Regions from separate parts of the Sus scrofa genome. Here region 2 is linked to region 1. The links are chromatin contacts, called in public HiChIP or PLAC-seq maps. All regions are on one chromosome and are shown on one strand. The core of a region is the stretch at or near the end of the contact, and the rest is flanking DNA. Distances in the headings are between cores, read along the strand shown.

Evidence for each region. HiChIP or PLAC-seq counts read pairs in DNA pulled down with a chosen protein or histone mark.
Region 2: an H3K27ac HiChIP or PLAC-seq map of alveolar macrophages shows a contact between it and region 1. The contact joins the enhancer-like site here to the promoter of REL in region 1. A contact is called at or near these places in 1 of 5 promoter capture datasets (liver), 10 of 47 Hi-C or Micro-C datasets (alveolar macrophages, blood, embryonic fibroblasts and 2 more) and 2 of 2 datasets of contacts at active chromatin or transcription factors (alveolar macrophages and skeletal muscle).

The regions. Positions count from the first base shown.
Region 1 is chr3:80,910,701-80,913,810 of Sscrofa11.1, forward strand. REL (proto-oncogene c-Rel) reads right to left here and starts at 1,533. Exons shown (of 10, transcript XM_005662527.3): 1 at 957-1,533. The coding sequence starts at 966.
Region 2 is chr3:80,971,008-80,974,167 of Sscrofa11.1, forward strand. No RefSeq gene overlaps it. Among named protein-coding and RNA genes, the nearest start is that of PAPOLG, 53 kb to the right of the region's middle. Within about 2 kb of position 1,379, at least 20 of the 83 cell types and tissues checked have an H3K27ac peak or open chromatin away from gene starts, as enhancers often do. A contact at or near this core is called in alveolar macrophages and liver, where this site is marked.

The DNA.
Region 1 (3,110 bases), core at 283-2,782:
CACTTTTAGGCTTCTGAGACTTTGCTCTCGCTGCTCCCTCTGGCGGGAAAGCGCCCCCCGGCCCCCCACCCCGAACCTTGCCCAGACTCCAATAAAAGTCCCACTCGAATTCAGTCTACTTGATTTGCTTGCCTCAGGTTACAAGCCGACCTAAACCATGGCGGGATCTGAGGGGCCCTCCCTCATCCTTGAAGCAGTTTCTTGGTAAACTCGGTTCCCCAAAGAAAGAGATTCACATTAAGTATTAACTATAAATAAATATTTGCTAGTTTATAAGTGATAGAAAGTTCTTTTCATGCTTCATCATATTTTAAAGCACGGAGATGATAAAACAAAACAAAATAAAAAACCGTCTTTCCCCCTTCTTTCCAAAAAGGAAAACAAAACTCGACTTCTGTTTTACAAGTTAGTAGGCACTTCACAGTAAAAATGATCCACTTGGTTGAAGCAACTTTTCCACCTACTACCTATTAAAATACCACTGGTAATTTTTAAAGCCTCACCGCATTTTGCCCAGCTGTCAGCAACAACAGCAATCACCTCTCAGCAACTGATGAGATTAAACTAAAAAGAGCTCTCCTGAGGTCGGAAGGATCCTCCTTCCTGTTCTAAAACGTAAAACCTCCAATTCAATAATAAATCAATTTTTAAATATGAGGATTTCGTCTTCCTTCATTCAGATTCTTCTAACTTCCCTAATCCAAGACCCAAGTCTTTGGGAAGTTCTAAGGTTCCGACGACTACAACGGCATCAAATTACAGAGCTTGACTTTGATTTCACACACAAACCCCGAACTCTGTCACTTTTTCAAAAGCTTGACAGTTTGCCAGCGTCGAGTTTAAAGACACAAAGAGCCACAACCAAAACTGACCCCCCGAAACTCTGAGCAGCAAGACCCTCGGACCCGCTCCTGCCCTCCCGCTGTTAGAGGTAGCCCGCGCGGGAACACACTCACCCGAGGCCATGGCTCTGCTCACCGCGCCGCCCTGCTCCGAGCGTCCGAACCGGAGGCCGCCGCAGTCAGTCAGTCCGGCGGCCGAGGGACCTCTGCCAGCGGGATCCCCAATCCCCTTGACCACCCCCGGGACCTCCTCCTCCTTCCCGCCCTCCTCTGGGTTTGCGGCTCACACCTTCCCACCCGCTTAATTCTCGCGCTCGGGTCACCCGGCGTCGCCAGTCCAGGCTGCGGGAGCCAGGGGCAGGGGGCGGAGCGCAGCAGCAGCAGCAGCAGCGGCAGCCCAGCTCTGGCCGGCCCGAGAGGCAGGCTGCCCGGCGGGAGGGGAATTTCCCCTAGCTGACGTAGGCCCCCTACACCGCCGCCTTCCCCCGGGAGGGGGCGGGACGCCTTGAGACTCGCGCGCGTGCGTCGGCGCTGGGCTGCCCCGTGCCCCGCCCCCTCCCCGGAGCCCCCAAGGGCTTGGGATCCAGTTTGGGAAGCGGGAACGGGGGACCTTCGGGAGCGCAGGGAACGCTGGGACCCGGGAGGTGACTTCCCCCAGCGTGCGAAAGCTGTTGGCTCCTGAGAAATCCCCCTCCTCCAGGATGTTCTTGGGCGCTTGGCTTAAAGTTCAGGAGCAGGTGGGAGGGTGCGGTGACGTCAGGAGGGCCGACCGCCGGCAAGCACTTAGGGGTGGGCCGGGCGCGAAGTGGGGCCGGCCCTCCCGGGCTTGGGGGGGTTTTCGATGGGTGGTTCCCCTTCTTGCACACGCAAATCTCCGCCCCCGCGCGGGCTGGCGGCACAGCGCCGATGTACCCGAGCGCCCTCGAAGGGAAGTGCGGAAGCCGCGGTAGCCGGTGCGCGGTCGTAATTCATATATTTGCATACGGAGACCCCCGATCTTCTTCCTTTGCCTGTCTAAATTGCGAGGGCTCTGTTAACGTACTTTACAAACTAAAACTTTTTAAGCTCTTAGGGTCCGCAATGTGAGTTCGTTGCCTGATGTTCATTGTGCTCAAGATTAATGTGGACACTGCCTTGGGACTGGACAGAAATAGCCCGAGGAAAGAGGGAATGTAACGTTTAGTATACTAAAGGAATCTAAGTTTACTTTGTTTCCTTACTGTGTAAAGGACCTAAGTGTCAGTTTAGTTGCCTCGTTTGTAATGTATTATTATCCTAATTTGATAGGTGAGGCAATCAGGGTTCAGAGACGTAACTTGTCCTTATTTTAGAATGCTAGTAAAAAGAAAAGCACAATTTAAATTCAGGGTTGTCTGACTCCAAAGCTCCAGGCTCTTTCCACTATCCTTTGCTGCCTAAAATAAATATGGAGGAGTAATGGAAAATAGTCTGCCATACAGGTGCCAAAACTGGGGGATCCGGTTGGGGAAATAATTAAAATCTCCTGCCACTCCCAAAATATCCTCTTCACGAAATAAAGTAGAAAAGAATGAAAGTTTTATTATTGAATAAACATTAAACCATACTGTGATGCGTTAAGACGATTGCAAAGACAAAAAAGAAATCTCACTTTATATAATCAGACAGGTACAATCAATTACAAACTTGTCTTTATCCCAAGGAAAAATAATAGGAAGTTACATCTTGGAGCTAAAAGCCAGGGTTTAAACTTCTACAGAAACAGGGAGATGGGGCAACATCCTCCTTGATGTTCACATTTCCAAGAGATAGCTCCAAGGCCCCAAGAAAGATCTTAAAGGGGCACAAAGCTATAAGAGGCTTGTTTAGCTTGCTTGCTTGCTTTTTTAGGGTCCCACTCACAGCATGTGGAAGTTTCCAGGCTAGGGGTCAAATTGGAGCTGCAGCTGCCAGCCTACTCCGCAGCTGCTCAAGGTACCAGATCCTTAACCCACTGAGGGAGGCCAGGGATCAAACCTGAGTCTCATGGATACTAGTCTGATTCATTATCGCTGAGCCACAAAGGGACAAAGGGAACTCCTTGTTTAGCTTTTCGAAAGTTGTACACACATCTTAGAGAGAAAGGCTGTAGCCAATTAAAAAAAGAGAAATCATTTACAGTTTCTGCTTTGCTAAATGAGAAAGTAGGGGTAATGTTCTCTGTTCTTTTTGGCACCAGGCACATTTTTTAGTTTATTTTTTTCAGGTTTTTTTTACCCATACAGTTTCAAATGTCAAAGCTATATGAAT
Region 2 (3,160 bases), core at 129-2,628, 60 kb after region 1:
ACAGCTAAGCTTCTCTGTGTATGTTGGGAAGGGATGGTGCTTGTAGGTTCAAGGAAAAGAATACTCTGAAAGGACAAGTAAATAATCACAATCTCTAAAGTTTTGTTTTTAGTTTTTTAGGGCCACAGGTCCAGCTAATGGATGTTTCCAGGCTAGGGGTCTAATTGGAGCTACAGCTGACGCCACAGCCACAGCAATGCCAGATCCAAGCCGTGTCTGCGACCTACACCACAGCTCCCAGCAATGCTGGATCCTTAACCCACTGAGCGAGGCCAGGGATAGAATCCACATCTTCCTGGATACTGGTTGGTTCATTTCTGCTGAGCCACAGCGGGAACTCTCACAATCCATTAAGATCTTGCTCTAATCAACACAGTGGCTAACCGGCCCATGAGAGGAAAAGTTTCTTTTATTAGCACCTTTTGTTGAGGAGGAAGTGATGAATGTCTCCCTCGGCCCTGCTGGGTGTCATGTAAGATCAGATCTTGCCTGGAGGAAGCTGTGGAACCACAATACAGCCACCACACTCAGGCTTCCTCGGCCCCTCAGCACCCATTGTTCTCCTTTAAGTCATGCGTGATGTTTCCGCCCCAGAAGGCCTTCCCTTGTGAGCAAATGGAAAGATAGTCAAAAATCTGGAAAGAATGAATGCATCAAAGAGAAAGCAGACACCATGAATCAAACCATGGGGAGATGCACACTGCCCTGACACCAGACAGGAAGAACGGGGCTTGGAGAGAAGCCCTGCAGTTCTCCTTAACCCCTGTTCTCTTCAACCTGGGTTTCTGGGGGGCCATTCACCCCTACTGGCCCCTGAGGCTTATGTGATTAGCTGTGAGAAGGGCCCTTGGGGCGATGTACCCCACCAAAGCCTGGCACTGACTCTGGCCCTGAATTACACACACTGGCAGTGTGATAGGTACACATCTGTAATCTGGGCAGCCTTAGTAGGCTCTTCTTAAGATTTCTGTGCCTCAGTTTCCTCCTCTGTAAAATGGGGGTGATGGTATTGGTCCCTACCTCATAGTGTTGTTATGAGGATGAAACTAGTGAATATATGGGACGTGCCCCAAACAGAGCTTTATAACTCATGGTCTTATGAATGGCCTATACTATTGCTTATGATAACTGATACCCGCCCTCAAGCTGCTCCCACACTAGAAAGGGGACTACTTTCTTACTTTTATTCACCTGAAGGCAAGTACATTTAAATAATTTTTGCCTCTTCTTCTCTGGACTTCAGGCAGGGATATTGCTGCCCCCTTGGGGTTGTCATTTCTTGACTGACCCGTTTTCCCCTCCCCTCTTCTCTCCCACTCAGCAGCCGAGCTCCAGAAGGGGAAGGTGGAGATAACCACTGTCCTTGGGTGGGGGCGGGGTATGCAGCGAAGAGGAAATTTTGATTGAGCCCAATGACTCATGAGTTACTGTACATTTGGCTCAGCAGGGTGAGGTCACAGCACAGACAGGGACCCAAGCTAAGCTCGGCGTGGCCAAGAAATGGAGCTGCTTTCACATGAGGCGTGCTCCAGAGCCATGGTGGTGGTCCTGGGTCATGCACACAACATTCTTTTCCTTTCCAGGTTATTTCGTTAAAAGGGATGTGATGAGCCTAGCTTGTGCAGACACATGTAGGGTCGCTTCTTCTGGTTTGGGGCGTAGCTTTCAAAGGCCCAGCTTATTTGTCCTGCGCCCCATTTCCTAAAGCTCCTTTGACCTTTCTGGAAGGTCACTGGATGATTTATTCTGAACACCACAGGTCGGGCTCCCCAGGAAGCAGGCTCTGCCACAGAGATTTGCCCATACAAAGCTTATAGGGGAATGATCTCAAGGTCAGTTCCTGTTGGGGGAGGAAGGGAAGCAGGATGGACAGAAGAAAAAGGAGAACGTCCATGCTGTCACAACAAAGCCTTCAGCCGATTCCCAAGGAGGTTGGGAGCCGGAATGGCCTTTGACGATTAGAGCCTGGGCAGGCTTTACAGTCCACATTGATCGTGGGATACAGGCTGCTCTGAAAAGGGGCAGAGCAGGTCCTGAGGATGTGGTTGTGAGCTGGGGTAATGAACACCCCGTGCTGAGGGCAGACCTGGGCAACCATGTACCTCAGCCTCCACCGCGCTGAGCGTGGACATTAGACCTTTCTGCCTTTTGCCACTGTTCACATACGCCCCATTTTCTAAGATCTGCAGAGTCCTGTGACTAACGGTACAGGTTTGGGAGTCCGACAGACTCACGTTCCAGTTCTATTTCTGCTGTTCATTTGGTAATATTTATAGAGTACATTTCAGGTGCTGTTCAAGGCACTGAAGGTACAAAAGTGATAACACCCTTCCCTCTGGAGCTTCTGTTCCATGGATGGCAGGAGGACACAGGCCATTATAAAAAGAAAAAAATGATACTAAGTGGACACACACACGTCCACTTAATATCATATATTCTGTATATGTATATACATATATGGAGTTTCCATCGTGGCGCAGTGGTTAACGAATCCGACTAGGAACCATGAGGTTGCGGGTTCGGTCCCTGCCCTTGCTCAGTGGGTTGACGATCCGGCGTTGCCGTGAGCTGTGGTGTAGGTTGCAGACGCGTCTCGGATCCCGCGTTGCTGTGGCTCTGGTGTAGGCTGGTGGCTACAGCTTCGATTCGACCCCTAGCCTGGGAACCTCCATATGCCGCGGGAGCGGCCCAAGAAATAGCAAAAAAAAGACAAAAAAAAATATGTACATAATATATAAATTATAGATTAGATTTCTATATTGCATAAGTGGTATATAGAATAATTAGTGATGTGGAGCAAGGAAGTAGGGCGTACGGGTCAGGGAATGATGGGAATGGCATTTTCTGCGGAGGTCAGGGAGGCCTTCCTGGGCTGAGAAGGTGACATCCGAGCAGACAGCAGACATGGCGTGTGGCCATGCAGAGATCTGGGGAGTGTGGATCCAGGTGGAGGGGACCTGATAAGGGAGTGTTCTGGGAGCACCAGGAGGCCAGCGTGTGGGTAGGGGAGGAAGAGGGAGGAGGCATAGAGAAGGGGGGTTCAGGAGGAAGCGAGAACCTCAAAGAGGTTTGTTTCTAGGCAGTATCCACAACAGACTAATCCAGGGAAACAGAAGGCAGTTTTCTTAGGCTGGGAGACATGGGGAGGTTGGGGGAGGCA